2 separate regions of the Arachis hypogaea genome follow, and region 1 is linked to region 2. Evidence: chromatin contacts called from public Hi-C data. All regions are on one chromosome and are shown on one strand. Each heading gives the region's core, a stretch centred on a gene start, on an enhancer-like site or on the middle of the called end of the contact. The rest is flanking DNA. Distances are from core to core; before and after follow the strand shown. Region 1 holds the start of LOC112754955 (ATP-dependent DNA helicase At3g02060, chloroplastic). Region 2 holds the start of LOC140180228.

Region 1 (6,453 bases), core at 587-3,086, 180 kb before region 2:
GTGTTTGTGAAAGTTAACTCTGATGGAACTGTTTTCATGGAGCCTCAACAGTCTGCCTTTGGCACCGTCATTCGCAATGCAGACGGCAGCTGGGTGAAGAGCTGCTCCGGAACTTGTCTGCATCATCGGCCTCTTCATGCAGAGCTGCTGACTATTTATTGCAGTTTGCAACTAGCTTGGGAGTGTGGTTTTCGGGGTGTTTATTGCGCAGAAGCTCGCAATCTTTGATCTAGCAAAATTGTTCCACAACACCACATAGAGGGGCTTTCTTCTCAAGATCGCTCTGAGACTGGACTGGCAGTTTTGCTTTACTTTGGTGTCTTGCTCTGTGAACGAACCAGTGGATATCGTGGTTAGGAAGGTTTTTTTTTTTTTGAAAACAAAAGCTCAACACAGTAGAGTGGAGCAAATATAAAAGATATCTAAAACAGACAAGCAAATCTAGGAAGGTTCTGATGGAAAGAACCTACGTTGAATGGCTTCAGCCAACATGCTTATGCTTATTGATAGTTATTCTCTTTTACGAAAGAACGGCCTGAAAATAAGTTATTCCTCTAAAGCCAGCATAAAAAAGGGCGATGGTACATTTAGAGAGTGCGCAAGGATAGCCCGTGCCCTGTGAAAGCATTGATGGTTGGCTAATCCAAGACCATGTTAAATGCCTAAGAGCTCTGCACTATTACTAAAAAAATGTTAATTTATTGCATGCCCGATACAAAGTGATAGTTCCTCCGGCCTCCGCTCCAAAGGATCAGCCATATTTCCTCTTAGTTATATGCTTCGATTGTTGATGAGCACAAAGGAGGAATGTCATTTATTCACACAATAGGAACCACCAGTGCATATCCCGGTTGAGTCAAATTGATTGGTTAACTTCTTCTACCCGTCACTATAATTTTAAAACTTTCAATTAAATTTTTACATTTTTTCTTTAATTTTGTAATGAGATTCTCCCGTGCTAGAAAGGTCCTTTACCCACAATTAGGGCTGGCAATGGGTAGGATGTGCTAGAAAGGTCCTTTACCCACAATTAGGGCTGGCAATGGGTAGGGTATGGTAGGGTTTGACCTTTACCATAACTCTACTCGTGGATTGAAAATTTTATTAAAACTCTACCATATCCTACTCGCGAGTTGAGAATCTCTCAACCCTAACCCTACACGCACCCTAAAGTTCTAAACCCTACCCTACCCGCAAAAATATCAAATTTTTTCAAAGTAAATATAAAATTCAATCATTTCAAATTTTATACATATTAATAACATAAAAAATAAAAAATTAATGTTCTAAATTACTAAATTAACTAACTAATTTAGTGGTTGTTCAAGTTGTGAGTTTAACTCTCACTTCCTTCACTATATACTTATTTTTTAATAAAATATGTTATATATGAGGTGCGGGTAGGATAGGATAGGATACACCCTAAATCCGTACCCTACCCTACCCGCAAGCATACCCAGACCGTACCCTACCCTACCCGCAGCGGGTCAGGTAGCCTACCCTATTCGAACGGGTTGGATCGAGTTAGGTACCCGCGAGTAGGATATGAATTGCGAGTCCTACCCACATTTACAATAAAATTTGATTTGTGTAAACATTTTTAAGTAGAATTTGACTTTTAGGATTGGAATTCGAAGATATCCCTCTTATTTCCCTTTTCTTTTTATTTTTTGGTCTTGAAACTAGTAATTCGTTTCTTTTTTGTTTCAACTTGCTGGAAGAGGAACCCAAACCGCAGGCCCATTAAAATATATAAAATAAGTAAATAAATAAAAGAAAAGAAAAAAAAATATCCTGCACAGCCTCTTATGTCTTATCTCAACCCCAGAAAAAATAATTTGACAAAATATTTTTGATATTAAACAGGAAGTTGAGTTATGATGATATAAGATATTTGTTCCCTGTTTGCGCAAAACCCCTCCAAAACCTCCAACATTCATCTCTGAATTTGATTCTATCTTCTCAAAATACGCATTCTTCACAAAGATTCAAACTTTTTACTTTTCCAATGACCCATTTCCATTCTTCCCTCTGAAAACCACACACCACTCTCCTCTTTCCATGGCTTCACTCCTTCCAACTCCACACTTTTCCACACCCCTTATCTCCAAGCTCACTTCTTCCCCCAAAACTTGGAAACTCTTCATCCTCCCCCACCCTTTATACCCTATAGCCCTTCACATCAAGAAGAAAAACGTACTTCTTTTTCCCACCAATGCATTCTATACGCAAGGGGTCTATGCCCCTTCTTCTTCCCCTTCCAAATTGGGGAACAGAACAGAGAAAAAGAATGAGCTTGAGAATGACTCAATTGCCTTGCTCAACGAGAGAATTCGTCGCGACTATGGCAGCAGGGAGGTCTCAAGAACTGTTATGGACTCAGAGGAGGCTGATAGGTACATACTATGTTTCACAAATAAGTATTGAGTACAATATGAATTAGCCATGAATTTAAGGAGTTTAAGATTACAGTATTTGATAAATCATACGTATATGAATACGGTTAGGTATTTGTGTAATATAGGTACATACAGATGGTGAAGGAGCAGCAGCAGAAGGGGTTGCAGAAGCTGAAGGGTGAGAGGAAGGAAGGGAAAGATGGTACCTTCAGCTACAAGGTTGACCCTTATACGCTTCAATCCGGTGACTATGTTGTTCACAAGAAGGTTGGTATTGGGAGGTTTGTTGGGATCAGGTTGGATGTTCCAAAGAATTCTACAGAACCTACTGAATATGTTTTCATTGAGTATGCTGATGGGATGGCGAAGCTTCCTCTTAAGCAGGCATCGAAAATGCTCTATAGATATAGTCTGTGAGTTTTCCTTGCCCTCTTACTCTTACCTTTTTGTTATTGTAATGTAATTCATATATATAGAACAAGTCAGTTAGCTAGACATTTCAATAGAGAGATAGTGCACAATCATGGTCGTCGATGAAAAAATTGATGGTTGCGATTGAGAATTTTGCATGATACAAGAACCATAAGTGTGACATAATTTCTTTTGATGCAAACACTTTACCCTGTTAAGGCACTTTAGAGAAGCTAGTATTTTGTTTAGCTAGTAGTCAATTGTGTTTGGAGAATTGTTTTGATTTGGTCATGATCGTGTCAAATTTTGGTTGTGCCTTGGCAGTCCAAACGAGAACAAAAGACCTCGGACATTGAGCAAGTTAAATGATATTAGTAGTTGGGAGAAAAGAAAGATTAAGGGGAAGGTTGCGATACAGAAAATGGTCGTTGACTTGATGGAGCTCTATCTACATAGGCTCAAACAGAGAAGACCGCCGTACTCGAAAAGTCTTGCCATGACTGAATTTGCTGCTCAATTTCCTTATAAGCCTACACCTGATCAACAACAGGTGACATCTTAGTAAATGCTATGTGTTTAGATGGAAGGGGAATTGTTAATTATGATTGTATATTCTAATTTTAATTTGTAATTTAAAATTTTTAAATAATTACATGTTATGTTCTAAGGCATTCACGATAAATCAGAATTTATACATATACATATTCACATTTGTTTCAATATGACATGTTTATTTGATGCTTATGAGTTATTTCCATCTCTTCCAAATACGTACCTTTCTATCTGTCCAGGCTTTTATTGATGTTGAGAGGGATTTGACAGAGCGAGAAACTCCAATGGACAGATTAATTTGTGGAGATGTTGGTTTTGGCAAAACTGAGGTTGCACTACGTGCTATCCACTGTGTTGTGTCAGCGAAAAAGCAAGCAATGATTCTAGCACCAACTAGAGTTCTAGCAAAACAACATTTTGATGTTATATCTGAACGCTTTTCTGTATATCCTGATCTCAAAGTTGGACTACTAAGCAGGTTTCAGGTATGGCCGAGTTTTCTCTTTTTCCCATTTTTATTATAGTTAAATACTCAAATATATCTAATTTTATGAAGTATGGGGATTATAGTTTAACTTATTTCGTAGTCAAATAAGAACAACAATATGCTTTCATCCAGTTGAGTTTGTTAAGAACTCTCTCTAATGCTAAGTCAAAATATCCATAAACTATAATCATGAGCTAAACTGAATACATGTCAGTTTTTGGTTGAAGTAACACTTCCCTGCACTAACAAAACAGTTTCCACTTATTGGATAAACGTGATGTCTTTTCAGTAGCTCTTTTTTTGTGAAGAACCCTATCAGTGCATCAAATTGGAAGTTTCTGACTTTAAATGATATATTCTTTATTTTGCTCGCTGGATATATATTTCATTGCCTACTCACTTTTTTATGGAAACGATTCCTTCTTCTGGTTTGGCATCTCCATTTATAAAGGGTGTTATTTTATGCTTGGTGTTCAATTATATTAAAATTTTCTTTCATTTCCATTTTCATGGCTATTATATGACAATACATGATGTACTTCTGCTACATATATACGTAATCGAGTGGTGCATTGTCTTGCTTCCTCATTTTTTATATATATTAATCTAGCTTTTCTTTAAAATTGATGGCATAAGTACATTGTAGGAATTGATATTTAGCCAATTATTAAGTTCAAGAAATATGAGCTGCATCAAGGGAAAATGTTATCATCTTGGTGGATATTTATGAATAATTAGGAACATGTCAATCAATTTTAGACTATGTGATTTATCACTACTTGCAGACCAGAGCAGAGAAAGAAGCACAATTGGACAAGATTAAGAATGGTGACCTGGACATTGTTGTTGGAACTCACTCGCTTCTTGGAGATCGTGTTGTATATAACAAACTTGGCCTGCTCGTGATTGATGAGGAACAGGTTTGCCAATTCTTGGCAATAGTTGTTTCACTTGCAATTACAGTCCTATTGCTTTTCTCTACTAAGTAATGAGTTATGCATTGCAGAGGTTTGGTGTCAAACAGAAGGAGAGGATTGCTTCTTTTAAAACTTCGGTGGACGTACTTACTCTATCGGCAACCCCTATCCCGAGAACTCTCTATTTAGCCTTGACAGGGTTTCGTGATGCTAGGTAACTAGCTTTAACAATTTTATTTTCACCTTCTTTATCTTCTGCTTCTATATTACTTAGCACTTCATCTCTTGCAAGATTAGCATTTTTCATTAAACTTGCACTAATCAAAAGAAGATCAGTTAAGGCCAACTAATCCAAGCATAAAGTATACTATGGTAATTTCGTTTGTTAATTTCCATTTCAGTTTAATTACAACCCCACCTCCAGAAAGAGTTCCCATCAAGACTCACCTTTCTGCATTCAGTAAGGATAGAGTAATATCGGCCATCAAGTATGAGCTCGACCGTGGCGGTCAAGTTTTTTATGTTCTGCCACGTATTAAAGGTGATTCTCATGTAATAATTTTTCATTTATTTACATAATGTCAAGTTTTTTTCATTTCTTTGACTTAAGTTGAAGAGTAGTTACCATAACAGTAAATTTACTTTGAATATATTAAAGAAAGATAAGCTTATGAATTTTAATTTGAGACGACAATCATGGACATAAAAGGGAAATTATGCATCAAGGTGCATGGTGGTGCTGTTGACATATATTTGCTAATTTACATTTATTTCCATGTTGACTGTTTTCTTCTCAACTATTTGCCTTATAGGACTTGAAGAAGTAATGTATTTTCTTGAAGAGTCATTCCCAGATGTTGAAATAGCCATTGCCCATGGGAAGGTAGTTGCTTCTTTTTTGGGTCTACTGTCGCATATCACATGAAAGAGAAATGTTGAGTACTTGAGTTTAATTATTCTATCGGTCTTATAGTTTTACTAAATTTTTAGTTACGTCCTTATAGTTTAAAACTTTGTAATTGAGTCTCTATACTAGCTAAACATTTCTAATTAGGTTCTTAATAGTATTTATCTTTCATAGAAAAATGCAATAATCCTAGAATATTCTCTTTTAGAATATTCCACCGTTCATCTTACATCAAACACAAATATGACTATTCCAAAGAATATTTCATATTTTTTTGCAAAAAGCTTATTGCGAATTTTTATCTAACATAAAGGCTCAATTACAAACTTCTAAATTATAAGGATCTAATTAAAAATTTGGTTAAACTATAAGAACTAACAGAATAATGAAGTCAAAATTTTAATGAACAAAGGTTTTGCATATAGTAGGCAATGAAAATATAATAACTAGGGAGTGCATACAGTAGCCAATTAATAAACAAAGGTTTTACAGCTTTCAAAGAAACGAGCCTGAGAGGGTAGAAGAACCTCAAGGTTTTGCTACATGTATGTCCTCCATTCTTTCTCTGCTTTCTTCTTCCATAAGCAGTAATTAAGAAGAGCTTTTTTAATTACTCTGATACAAACTCAGTTCAGAGTTATTTTTCTTTAGATGAAAAATACATGTGATTGTCTAGAGCTCTAGAATTGATTATCTTGTAACAACAGAATATACATGCATTATATACATTCTCAATTTTCACAGATGTTTCAGCATTAATTGTGTAAATTTCATATTCTT
Region 2 (6,380 bases), core at 1,339-3,838:
ATCACATGACAACCTCTTTATCCGCTCTCTTAAATCTATCTCTGCTCCACTTTTTAAGGTCTCTCTTGCAGTTATCTAGTTTTTCTAAGAGCTCCTCCACCCTCCTTGTATGTCTGATCCCCTCACCCAAGCTCTTTGAATGGTATCTCCACAGCTTTCATAGTCATCCCAAAACGTATCATATCTAAAAAGTCTCTAATTAATCCTTTCTGGTTTGAGATCCAAGACTAGAGGGCAGTGATCCAAGCTGATGGTTGGTGGAGATGTGAGAACTGCATGCTGGAAGAGTCTTCTCCACTTTCAGTTAGCCATCACTCTGTCCAACCTTTTCCTAGTTATAAAGTCGTTTCTTGGGTTACTAAACCATGTAAATTTATTCCATTTTTGTTCTAAGTCCATAAGATCTTTCTTGTTGACAAACTCTCTAAATACCTCAATGTGATTTTTTGGTTTTGAGGTCTTTCTGACCTTTTTCTGTTGATCCAGTATATCATTAAAGTCTCCTATATAGTAAACTAGTTCATCAATCAAATTATTTTGCATTGCTAATTGCAGCCAAAGATTTCTCCTACTTTTGAACGTTGGATTGCCATAAATAAAATTGCATCTCCACTTATTGCCCCTGTTATCATTAATATAGCATGAAATGCAATTTTGACTCTAAGAGTGAATTGAAATATCCATATACTTCCTCCAAATTAAACATAGACCACCGGACAGCCTCCGAAGTTCTACACAAAAATATTTTTCAAATTGTCATTTTTTTTTGCTAAACTCCTAATCTTCTCCTCCTTAGCTCTAGTCTCTATGAGGAACATCATGGATGGCTTATGCTATTTGCACAGCTTCTTTATCTCGGAACCTGTCGTGGCTGCCGCTTCTCTGCGACAGTGTTAGCTTATCAATTTCATGGTTGAGGTGGGGGCTTGATTAGGCCCACCTCCTCAACTTTATTTGCTTGCTTGCTTTCCTAAGAAATCACTTTTTGCTAGTTCATTGATCGTCTTCTCCCGCTTTTCTCTCTTGACTCCTTATTGCTCTTGCTCATCTACCTATTCCTTGTCTTCAATTAGCTTTAGGTTTGTTCCTTCTCATTTTCTTTTCAGCCTAATACTATCTTTAACACAATTAATTAATTCCTCCTCCGAATTCGGTATGGGTATGGTTTCTGACTCCCTAGTGTTTAACTCCTCTTCCATTGGTAGTTCAACATAATATTTCCCTCCAGCCCATCTGAATACTCTTGTCTTTGTTCGTGTTTCTTGGTGGTCCCCTTGCCGTTCTTTGGTTCTCCCATGCACCAATGCCATGTCGCTTCCACTTTTTCATAACCCTCTCTAAGTTTTTCTCTATCTTCCTTATTTTGCATTAGCCATAATTCTTCTACTCTATTCTTTTGTTGTCCCTCAACTAATATTGTGTGATTTGGGCTTTTAGCCTCTGAGAAGAAGGACTCTAAAAATTTTTTGCTTTGAACTTTTTGTTTCTCCTTGTGATGTGTCTTCTTTTTCCATACTCTTCATGTTTGGTTGGGCCTTAGACGGTTGAGACTTTATTTGGTGCCTTTCCTCTTGATCTTCTTTATTAGGCTCAAGTGGAATGCTTGGCTCAAAGTAAAAACCCCTACTGTCTTTGCTCTCTATATATATATCATCATCCACTTTTTCTTTTCCTTTCTTTATCTTTGTCTTTCTCTCTCTGAACTCCTTTGAAAGTTTCAAAGTTAGCGAAAAGATTTCTATTTTGCTCTTCTGCTCTACTTCCTTGTGCTAGTGTCTTTGATGTCTCTTTTATTGGTGCGTAACTACCGCCCTACTCCTTCAATTCATGTGAAATTTTTCTATAGGATGTGACATCTTCTTTTGACACTATTTTGGACTACTGGTTATACCTACTATCTTCAGACCATTGGTTAAACCCAATTTTCTTGTGAACTTCATCTTCCTCTTTGTCTATTCTTCTTCTTCTCCTGTTTGTTCGTGGATGCCCCTGCTTCTTCCACCCTCTGAGATAGATAACTTTCTAGTACTATTGACTCCTAATTCTACTATGTACCTTGATTTTGTCGGATCCAAGCTGACCATGGCCATAGGTTGTGTGCAACTCTTCTTTTCATGCCCAATGACTTCACAATTGAAATAATAGCTCTCTTGGAATCGTTCATACTTGAAGCTTATCCATTTGTTCTCCTTTTGATCCCTTTTCAGCCAGAAACTTGTTTGCGGCAGTCTTGTAATTTCTATGGTCACTGTGACTCTGAGAAAGTTTCTCATCAGCACCCCGTCTTGCTTCGGATCTTTAACCTTATCAACAATTCCCAGCATATATCCGATTGTTTTAGCCGTTTTCTCATTCATATACTCTACTGGGATCCCATGTATCTGTATCCAAGTCCATGAAGTCATGGAAAACATCATAAATGAAGCGTTTTGTGACCACCTCTGCAGGTTGAGCAAATTGCCTTTAATGTTCCAAGGACCATTTTTTAGCATTTGATTGCCTTTCTTCTCATCCTTGAAGCTTATAAGTATCTTATTTCTACCTACCTCCGATATCGTCACTCCTTTTGGGTTGCCCCAAATGCCCATGATAATGTTCTTTGTCACCTTAATCTGACTTCTTTCTCTGTGATTATTTTGCCTACCAAGTTGAGGCAATCTGGATCATAACCTTGGCTTATGTTTAGTTGAATGCTGATTAGTTTGCCTTCAATAGGTTCCATGCCAAAGTTTTCCATTCTTACTTTTTAACACTCCTTAGTGCTAGTTTAGTGTGTTTCTAAGAACTTTTTTTTTCCTACATGTGGTTGCAGGTGTGATGGATTTTTGTTTTGGGTTTGGGAAAGGTTTTGGTGTGGGTAGAGGATCAAGAATAGTCTTTTGTAAGATGAGGGGATAATAGAAGCTAAAGATGGACACATTTAGATAATACTAGTGAAAAGAATCAGTGTTAAGGGTTTAATGTGTTGAATATGGACAATGCTGATTGATCTCTAGTTAAGCAGGTTGACACAAGGACTAATATTCAAAATTTAAGAGAACCTATTGTTCTATCGGCTCTCTCCTTATGCGAGTACGTGTCTCCTTATCAAGTTGCTTTATGTTCTAAGAAAATACCTGAAACCAAAGTGTTATGGGCCTAGACATGAGGTCCAGACTCCTTTGAATTGAAGGTCTCGACGTGTTCACCAATAAGATGAGGTTGTTTGACGTTTTTAAGTAGATGGTGGGAAGTATCTATAAGGGAATCTAATACTTAAATTAGTAAAAATTTTAGATAAGTTTTAGTGAATTAGAGTTGAAAAATACATTGATTTGATGGAGTATTTATAGTAAGAAGTGATGAGTTGGCTATTACTTTTGTATCTCTCCACTTGTAGTAGTGGGTAGTTACTTCCGGGAGTGGATCCTCTCCAGTGAAAAAAAAAACTGAATGGTGTCCAGTGTTTAATCTCACCCTTCATTGCTCTCTCTTCTATTTATTTTTGGTCCCACTTATAGAATTAAAGGTGAGAGATCACACTTTATTCTCTCAAGTGTTGAAAAAAATGGAGATGATCCATTTCCGTTACTTCCTTAGTAAATGGAAAAAATTTTCCACGTTGAGGTGGTTATTGACTTGTAGATAGCATCTATGGTAGTGGGTGACGGAGCTATGCTTATGGCGCAATTCAGGTCAAACATGGGTCATGAAACCCGTGCTCCAAGCAAGTCGAGCAGGCGGATCCTACAACCTATTGGACTTTCTAAAAAAGGACCAAATCTTTATTGGGCCTATGGTCCTAAATTATATGAGGCAGAGTATGAACACTTTTCATTCCTCAAGTTTCATGTTCAAATCTCACCCCCGCCCAATGACAAAAAGATGACAATTGAGTAAATACGATTTAATATAAAGTTTTCTAAATAACCAACTTTGATTGATCTAATGATTAATTCACTAGTTCACTTAAGCAATTATCAGGGATTCGAATCCCGCCTTGTACATGCAGTAACCTATTCGTCAACGATCTTAAATAGAACTTTGATTCGCAAAAAATTCGTTATTGATCTATTAGGTTGGAGAATATTGTGAACAAAAAAAAATAAAGTTCCCTAAATACTTGAGAGCAGTGAGAAGACTTTGATCACATTCCAATCTTGGAAGATACAAGTTACGTGAAACACTATACTGCCACCACAAGGCAAAACTAGACTTTCATAATAATGTATCAAAAACAATAGTCAAATTGGTCCCAAAAAATTGCCAGAAATTAATTTGGTTATGGAGAAATGATTGGTGATCAACGTGTATATGGATGCATGGTGTGTTGTCCCAAATTGTGGATCTGTGTTGATCAGAGACCTGCAAAACGTAGGTAACGTTTTGCAGGCGTTGGAATAAAAAAACTGCAGGCCCTGCAAAACGCAGGCTGCGATTGGTGAGGAAGGAGAACCAGCAAGCGAAATGTCCCCTGCATGCTAACAGGAATAGAGCCAAACGCAGGATGCGTTTGTCAACGTAGCAGAGCCAAACACAGGTTGCGTTTTGCAGGCTCCCTATCTGCATGCACGCCACGTGTACTCTACGGGTGTCTCAGCTTGGTGCTTATAAGCGGAAAACGCAGATGGAAGGAAGCAAAGTAAAAATTAGTTACTGAAGCAAAGTGAAAAATAGTTGAGGGAGAGTGAGAAAGAAAGTTTACTGTGAGAAGGAGCTTGGTGAAGAAGAAGGGCACAGTATAGGAAAAAAAAATGGTGCATGACTATACCAAACCAGAAGAACATATTATTGAGTATTTGGATCATCCTCAATTTGTAAGTAATTTTTTTTTAATATTTAACAATAAATATATAGATTTATTCGAATTTTATTTATTTATTTGTGTTGTAATTAGTAATATTGGGGTTATTAATATTATTATAACTAATATTATGTTGTTATTTATTTCTCATTACGGTTTAAATTTTTTAATACTGGTATTATATTATTATTGTTATTAATAGGCAGTGTTGTTAGTGACGTTGTTGTTGTTATTATTATTATTATTATTATTATTATTATTATTATTATTATTATAATAATAATAATAGTGGGTATGTTAATGAGAATAATTTATTAATAATTTTTAATAACAATAATGTGTAATAATTTATTATTATTTTTTAGTAATTTATTATTATTTTTTATGATAATAATAATAATAATACTGTTAACAGTAAACGGTTTTTTTAATAATATTTAATTAAAAAAATTATTATGTTTAATACTATATTAAGGTTTGTAATAATAATTAATACTGTATGTTAATAACAAATCGTGTATGTTATAGATAATATAATAAATGGTTATTATTATTGTTATTATTGTTATATTTGAGTAATTATTATTATAATTAGAGTGTTATTATAATTATTTTATAATATTAGTTATGATAGTGAGAATAAGTTTGCTTCAAATTTTTAATAATTAATAAGGTGAATGCTTTGGTGATAAAGAACATATTTTTTTTCAGCTGATGAAATTACGTGAAATGCACAATTACATCACGCGTGTCCCTTATTTCCTGAGAAGAAAAGACAGCTTCTGAGGTGCTGCAGGAGCTTGTATTATGTCATGTCTCTCTTCTGTGAAATTAGATGAAGTTAATGACATTAATTTTTTTTTAAGTTAATGACGACATTGTTATTATTTTAGTTAATCTTTTGGGCCTTTTTGATGGATTGGCCATGTTTTTTTGGTTGTGATTGGGACATTGAGTATTATGGCTAATTTTTGTAACCACCAGAAAAATTAGGATTTTGGTGTCACAAATTTAAGATTGGAACCCATTATGACAAAAAAAAAAGAGATTGAAACCCACGTTCTTGGACCAACTGAAATCATAAAAATAATAACAATGATGATAAAATAGAAGAGCATGCTTACTATGATGGTTTTGAATTAAAAAAATTGAAATAAATAAATTAATAAAAACAAAAAATATAAATTAAATTATAAAAACTAATTTTAAAGTTTTGTAATTCTATCATTTGTATATTATTAATTATTTATATTATTTTATTGAATAAATTATCATTTATATCCATGAAAGATATAAACGCTGACAAATATACTAATGTAAGAATAAAACGACAATTGTAACCACGGAATATGGGCTCCGTGCGCCAACAGTACCCGGACTTAGATTACGCAATTGATCGTTAGAGTACTCTTGACACACGGAAACCATCTTCCGTGATTACAATTGTCGTTTTATTCTTATATGGGTACATTTGTCCGTGTCAGTATCTTTCATGGATACAAATGGTAATTTATTCTTATTTTATTTTTCAACTTGTGTTGGTCCATTATTGTTATTATTCTTTAATATCTATCTATCATTTATGATGTTTTTATTA

What was found. Hi-C and Micro-C count contacts between places; a contact is called where the count stands out from the background.
Region 1: a contact with region 2 is called in a Hi-C map of leaf, with 3 times the contacts expected there. The contact joins the promoter of LOC112754955 here to the promoter of LOC140180228 in region 2. A contact is called at or near these places in 2 of 8 Hi-C or Micro-C datasets (leaf and an unstated tissue).

The regions. Positions count from the first base shown.
Region 1 is chr16:128,493,601-128,500,053 of arahy.Tifrunner.gnm2.J5K5, reverse strand. LOC112754955 (ATP-dependent DNA helicase At3g02060, chloroplastic) reads left to right here and starts at 1,836. Exons shown (of 14, transcript XM_025802793.3): 1 at 1,836-2,396; 2 at 2,525-2,812; 3 at 3,135-3,360; 4 at 3,602-3,847; 5 at 4,635-4,769; 6 at 4,856-4,980; 7 at 5,168-5,307; 8 at 5,579-5,649. The coding sequence starts at 2,062.
Region 2 is chr16:128,318,661-128,325,040 of arahy.Tifrunner.gnm2.J5K5, reverse strand. LOC140180228 reads right to left here and starts at 2,588. Exons shown (of 1, transcript XM_072220675.1): 1 at 1,953-2,588. The coding sequence starts at 2,588. The coding sequence ends at 1,953. It overlaps LOC112754951 (UDP-glucose flavonoid 3-O-glucosyltransferase 7), which reads left to right. Exons shown (of 2, transcript XM_025802784.3): 2 at 5,495-5,742. It overlaps LOC140180227 (serine/threonine-protein phosphatase 7 long form homolog), which reads left to right and starts at 4,294. Exons shown (of 4, transcript XM_072220674.1): 1 at 4,294-4,353. The coding sequence starts at 4,294.